Linked DNA regions of Anas platyrhynchos: region 1 is linked to region 2. The links are chromatin contacts, called in public Hi-C maps. All regions are on one chromosome and are shown on one strand. Each heading gives the region's core, a stretch centred on a gene start, on an enhancer-like site or on the middle of the called end of the contact. The rest is flanking DNA. Distances are from core to core; before and after follow the strand shown. Region 1 overlaps SUSD1 (sushi domain containing 1). Region 2 overlaps LOC106020182 (a long non-coding RNA gene).

Region 1 (3,165 bases), core at 438-2,937, 170 kb before region 2:
TGATTTTCACTTACTTTTCATAGTCAAACCAGAGATGTATGCATCTGAGCTTACTTTCGTAGCTTATCACCTTGCACCATGAGGATATGCTACGATGAAAGTACGCCATTACTGGAAATCCATGTGTTAGGAAGCAAGCAAGACTTGGGGAAAATTGTGGTTTTAACAGACAAGAAGATAGACTGTGAGGAGGACAGGTGAAAGAACTTGCACGCTGTCAGAACTGATCAACAAGAGAGAGACTGCACTTGTCAAATTTTGGAAGCATTTGAATCAGAATAACTGTCAGTGCCAGTAGTTTTGGCAGTCTGTATGCAATGATGTGTTTTTCTGCTGTTTCCTCTGATTTAGAGATATGAATGAATGCAAGTGATCTATTAACCCATTACAATTTCCATGCCGTGATTGTTTGGTTTCAGTTCCATGTACAAGGCCAGCGTTGGTATCAGAAGGAATTCTTGCATGAAATGACCTTCAACCTTACCACACACAAGCAGGCTCCAGAAGTTTGTTTTGATTTGCAGCCAGGCACCAATTACTCTGTTAATATTTCCATGGTAGCTTTGAATTTTTCACTGATGGTTTCCATGACAACGCGAATCACAGGTAGGTCCTGCCCTTTATGTTTTGTGCTTACTAAAGGACCCATGTTAAGTATCAAAAGGGCTGTTTCTGTGCTTGCAATTCTTCATCATTATTCGCTTTCATGGATTTAACACGTTGACAATCCAGTGGTTGACAGAGGAGTGAAATAGGGTGCAGTGTTTCTGAAGCATTGTTTTTACACAGCAGGGAGAAGACAGGTTGGTGGGCTAGACACAAAGTTAGTATCTAGGGGAGCGGGGTTCAGTTCCCTGCCCTGTTAGATGCTAAGTGAGTTACTCTTTCAGTGCCAGTTGTTTCCACCATGGAGATAAAAGCAGAATAGATATCACTGAAGTCTACAAGGGTCCAAAGTACAAAGAGTCCTGCAGACAGATCTCTTCATCTATAATTAGTAGAGTACAGAACATAAAAGGCATTTGATCAAAAAGCACACTGCAGGGAGATAGTCAGCTTCAGTATTTTGCAAGATATGTGTATGGTACTAAAATGTTGTGATTAAAAAAAATTATCCTCAACTCGTTCAGAACAGTTTTGCACCATCCCTATACTGTCAGACTTCCTGCAGTAGGTTATGATTATTACACTATGAAATGCAGTGCTGGGTGCTGGTGCCTATCCTTCCTGCTTGGTTGGAACAGATAGGTAAGAAGCCTTAAAGCCCTGTGGGTGTATGTATCTCTTTCAACCTGTAGGTGGAACCAGTTCTCTTCCGACTGCAGATGAAGAACTAGCAATACAGTTTTTGAAATTCATAGTATTACGATATTTTCAAAAGTAAATCTAAAGTTTTTAATCTTGATTGACAGGAGGAACATCATGTTTCCTAAGGGTGCTGTGTAGGGTATATACAATGACGTGGATTTTCTTTTCAATGAAGTTGCAGTAATGATTTGGTAATTGGTTTTTGTAATTTGCCTAGCTGTGACTCAGAGCTAGCATCCATGAGTACATGTAGCTTTGTAAAAACTAATAAGCTGTCTCAAGAGTTTGGCTGACTGAGGTAATTATGAATACACACTCAGAGTAAAGGCGTTCCTCTTTTCTCTGTCATCCTGTCACATTTCCTAAACTCTATGTGATTGCATCAGGTCACTTACTGGAAAGAGCTCTAGAGAACACTTTGCAGGAGGTGCTGCATGGAGCAGTGTTTGTGGCTTGGCAGCTGGCACGTTTTCCCTCTTCCACCGAGTTAGTGCTTAACAAACACACTTGTGTACCCCCAGAAAAGATTTTCGCATAAAAGTTAGGTCATTTCCATTTCAAAGGGAGATCCTGCCACAAGCTATGTTATATCTGATGGTTGCTTCTTCCAGTGAGCAATAAAAGGTGGGCATTGCTCTGCCATCTCTTCCTGAAGTGTGCCACACACACACTTTATATCGTGCTTTTTCTTTTTTTTTAATGAAAGCCATAAAGTCGAAATGGGTCTTCTTGTGGTTGAAATTGAGTGAAAATTACAAAGTCAACAGTGATCAGGCTGTTCACAAAACACACACAAAAAAGTTCACGAAACAATGAGAATCTAACTAAGTTTTTTAGGCTGTTTTTTTTTTTTTCTTTTTTTCTTTTTTTTCTTTTTTTCTATTTCATCTGGTTTAAGATGAAAAGAAAACAGTTAAAATAACTCTTTCGGCAATATCCCTTTGACTTCCGTGCCTTCTGTATGGGAGGGGAATTGCATTATCTTTACAAGCAACTTAATTTGTATAATAACTACTTACAATTTTAGAGTAGGTGTATAATTTGCTTCTTCATTTGTCCAGTTATTTTGTAATTATGTCCGTTGTTGGACCAGATGGTTGTGTTTCTGTAGTGGGTGGAATGATCTCAGTTTTTCTGCCAGCTTAGGGTTGAAAAGTGTCGTCTGTCTCTCGTGGTTTTCTGGCTAAACAGTACTGTGTAAATGCGAGATATGCCTTAAGCACAGAAGCACAAAAGAAGCTGAGACTTGCACAGATGTTTTACTGTTAATATGTTGGAAGTGGCCTGGTTTATTGTCTGAAGTTTCATGTAGCATCTGTTAACAAATGCACATTCAGTTGTTCTGTTTCCCCAGCTGGGGCAAATCCATGGTCTGGTAGGTGTTGCATCTCATTGACTTCCACGTCTCATATTTTGAGAGTTCGGGGAGTCATACCTGCAGAGTTTCTAGTACTGTGAAGAAAAATGTCACAGCTGGATGAAGATTTAATTTTCTGACAATGTGTATAAACTCTCGAGAGTGTTGCAAAATACAGTAAGTATGTAAATGCTAGCAAGAAGTGATATTTTTTTCCAAAGAGGACTTGAAAATGCATGAGAAACCTACTTGATATATCTGAAGCCAGGATGTATTATATTCATAGTATTTCTTAAGAGGAAGAAAAAAACCCAAAGTTTGGGACTCAGAAGTCTGCTTCTCATCCTGGCAAGTAGCATCCTTTAAAAATAGTTCTGTGCTGAGCACATAGTTGTTTTTGCCGATCATCTTGTGGATGGTAAATATAGTCTACCAAATGCTTCGTGGATCATTGAAATTCTGCTCCTTTCATACTTCCAGTGACAGACATCTCACACAGT
Region 2 (2,919 bases), core at 114-2,613:
CAACTTAACAAAAAATTGTGTGCTACCAACTTAGTTATCCTATAAGAATGGAAGAAATGATTAAATGAGTAAGAAGTTAAGCCCAAGTCTAGTCATCTCCTTTTCAAAGTGACTTCTGTAATCTTTCATCTTTATGGGCATCTTTTGAGAGCAGGGACCTGATGGGGAAGTACTCTGCAACTTAGATGATTACTTTCAGACCAATGCTCTTGCAAGGCTGCTTAAATGTTTGAAAGATCCCAAATAACTGTGGAGAAATAGCATGTATCTTCAAAAGTGGTCAGAAAGACAGCTACACAATTACATGGCAGTCAGCCTCTCTGTAGCTGGAGGAAGTCTTCTTGAAGAATTTTTTCTGGGCACATGAAGGAGAATGTGATTGTGGACGGCTGGTATGGATTAATTAGGGGTAACTCATGCCTGGCTGTCTTCTGTGATAAAAAAAAGTAGAATTGCATGTGAGGGGAAAGCAGTGGGTGTCATTTACCTTGACCTTAGCAAGGCCTGCAGCACTGTTACTAAAAAATCCTTTTACCCAGGTTGGGATGCAACAGCCTGGGCTGGTGGGCAGCCAGGTGGGTAAATACCCGCTTGGGCAGCAGGCCTCAGAGGCTGGTGGATAAGGAGTCGCACCCCACATTGAGACTGGCAACCAGAGGGGACCAGAGAGGTCTGTCCTGGGACCTGTCCTCTTTAGGATCTGTATCACTGACAAGGTGGGGAAGGTGACAGGGTGCGTTTACATCAAGTTAGCAGACGACATCGAGTTGCAAGGACCAGACAATAATACGTGAGGGCAGGGCTGACATCTGGAGGGACCTTGATGGGCCTGACAGGATCCCCATGCACATGACACAGGACCACTCTGCAGCCCTGCTCCAGGGAAGGCAGAGCCCTGGCATAGGGATGGGGCCAGCTCCATGGAGAAGGCCCTGGGTCCTAGCAGGGAGCAGGCTGAGCAGGGGCCAGCCGTGTCCCCGATTAGCAACAAGGGCCAGCAGTGCCCAGGGCAGCGTGAACAGAGCATAGCTTTGCAGCAGAGATGGCCTTGAGGCACCTAACTGCACCCCAGTGCCTGTAGGGAGGCAACTGAGGAGCAAGGGATGGGTTCTCACAGCGATGCCCAGCAGCAGGATGAGAAATAACAGGCATAAGCTTGAAACTAAAGAGCTTCAGGCTGGAGGTGAAAAACATTTTCCCCACAAGGGCAGCCAGGCAGTGGAGCAGGTTTCCCAGAAAGATTATGCCACCTCTGCCCTTGGGTGTTCTCAAGCCACAACTCGAACAAACCTTGAACACCCTGCTTTGGTCTCACAAATTGTCCTGCTTTGGGCAGGAGGTCGAACTAGCGACCTCTAAAGGTCGCTTCAAATCTGAATGGCTCTGAATGTTTCTGTGTTGAACAATCTGAGACCTCTGTATGAAGGAAACATTACGTGTAAGCCCAAAAATTCATGTAAGATTTTTCATTCTGTGTGGTTGTCTTTGCCAGTGTACTGAGAGTGGATTGACAGCTGGAATTGCTCCTACAGATTTATTGTGATAGAAATGTGTTCAGCAAGCTCCTGGCTGTATTTCCTCCTGATTATTGGGTGCGAGAGATTTAACTCTGCTGCAGTGTCAGAAAAAGCCACCTCAGCCTCAGAGTCCTTGGTATTGATTCCCATGGTGTTGTGTGTAGCATTCTGACTTACCGATCATTTCTTGTGCTGACAGCTCTTTCAAAGATGTACTGTGCATGCTTTAATGTCACAGATAGGGATTTAACAGACAGGTATTTCAGATTCTCTGATCACTTTTGTTTCTCCGTTTTGTCCATCACATCATACAGAAACCTTTTCCTTTCCTGATATATACAACGATTCCTTCTCTACATCAAAACATCTCCTTGCCGGGCATGTTTCCCAAGGTTAGCCACAGTCCTGCTAACTCCTGATCAAACACTTCCAGTGGAACTGCTCATGGACTGCAGTGCCATTCAGCATGGACTACAGAGACAAAATCTGCATCTATACAAACAGTATTCTATTAAAATAATAATGGGTTTAATATATGAATACTAGTAAACAAGAAGCCTATCACTTTTCACTCCTACATCCATTTCCTTGTATAATGTTACATTTTTTATGACATCTGACCTAAACTGCAGATTGTTTAGAATGGGTTCTTTCTTTTACCTGTTCATTTAAGTGACAATAATAAAATAACGCAGAATTAGCCAGAAAACCAGAGGTGGAGCTTCTTGTCACCAAGTTTCACTAGGCCTGGCACGGAGTGGAACCTGACATTGGCAGGCCGAGGGAAAGAACAAGTTGGCATGCCAGATTTATCTGCACCACGATAAATCTTCCAGCCACGTAAAAATGCTGTCTTGAGACACAGGATTTCAAGAGTGTTCTGCCGATGTGAAAATCAGGTGAAAGGTGAATGTATAGCACCAACCACTGCTAGCTGAGACTGCAACCTGGGGAGTTTTGTAATATTAAAAATGTTCTTCTCTTCCAAGCAGATTCTACTGTGTAAATTACTTTATATGCTTTATATGTAATCTTAATCTGAGTGTGACTGAGAATAACCTGCTTTGCTTATAAGTGTATTTGGAGACAAGGCCCACTCTCTTTAGGTGCTTGTGCCTTCCTAACAACAACAATCAATATCAATCACGGTGATTATGCTCATCTTAGGAAAAACAAAATCAAACTGCTTGATTAACTTAAAACTGGGCAAAAACATAATGAAGTATCATGTGAAGATCAGCAAATTAACTAGTGGAGTTATTTTTAAAATTTGTTTTTATCTTTCCCTTTAGTCTCTCTAACATCAGTCAGTCATGGACTTAACTTCCCACAGAAAATGATTATCATACTGAAGAAACTCTTTGCTGATTTGATAATTTCCCAGCAAAACAGCAATTATATG

The links. Hi-C and Micro-C count contacts between places; a contact is called where the count stands out from the background.
Region 1: a Hi-C map of liver shows a contact between it and region 2, with 2.0 times the contacts expected there. The contact joins two enhancer-like sites. A contact is called at or near these places in 2 of 8 Hi-C or Micro-C datasets (liver and subcutaneous adipose tissue).

Annotation. Positions count from the first base shown.
Region 1 is chrZ:75,297,758-75,300,922 of IASCAAS_PekinDuck_T2T, reverse strand. SUSD1 (sushi domain containing 1) reads left to right here. Exons shown (of 16, transcript XM_038170863.2): 11 at 420-606. Among named protein-coding and RNA genes, the nearest start is that of SUSD1, 24 kb to the left of the region's middle. Within about 2 kb of position 1,687, at least 4 of the 8 cell types and tissues checked have an H3K27ac peak or open chromatin away from gene starts, as enhancers often do.
Region 2 is chrZ:75,126,690-75,129,608 of IASCAAS_PekinDuck_T2T, reverse strand. All of the region lies in intron 2 of LOC106020182 (a long non-coding RNA gene), which reads right to left. Among named protein-coding and RNA genes, the nearest start is that of SHOC1, 22 kb to the right of the region's middle. Within about 2 kb of position 1,363, at least 2 of the 8 cell types and tissues checked have an H3K27ac peak or open chromatin away from gene starts, as enhancers often do.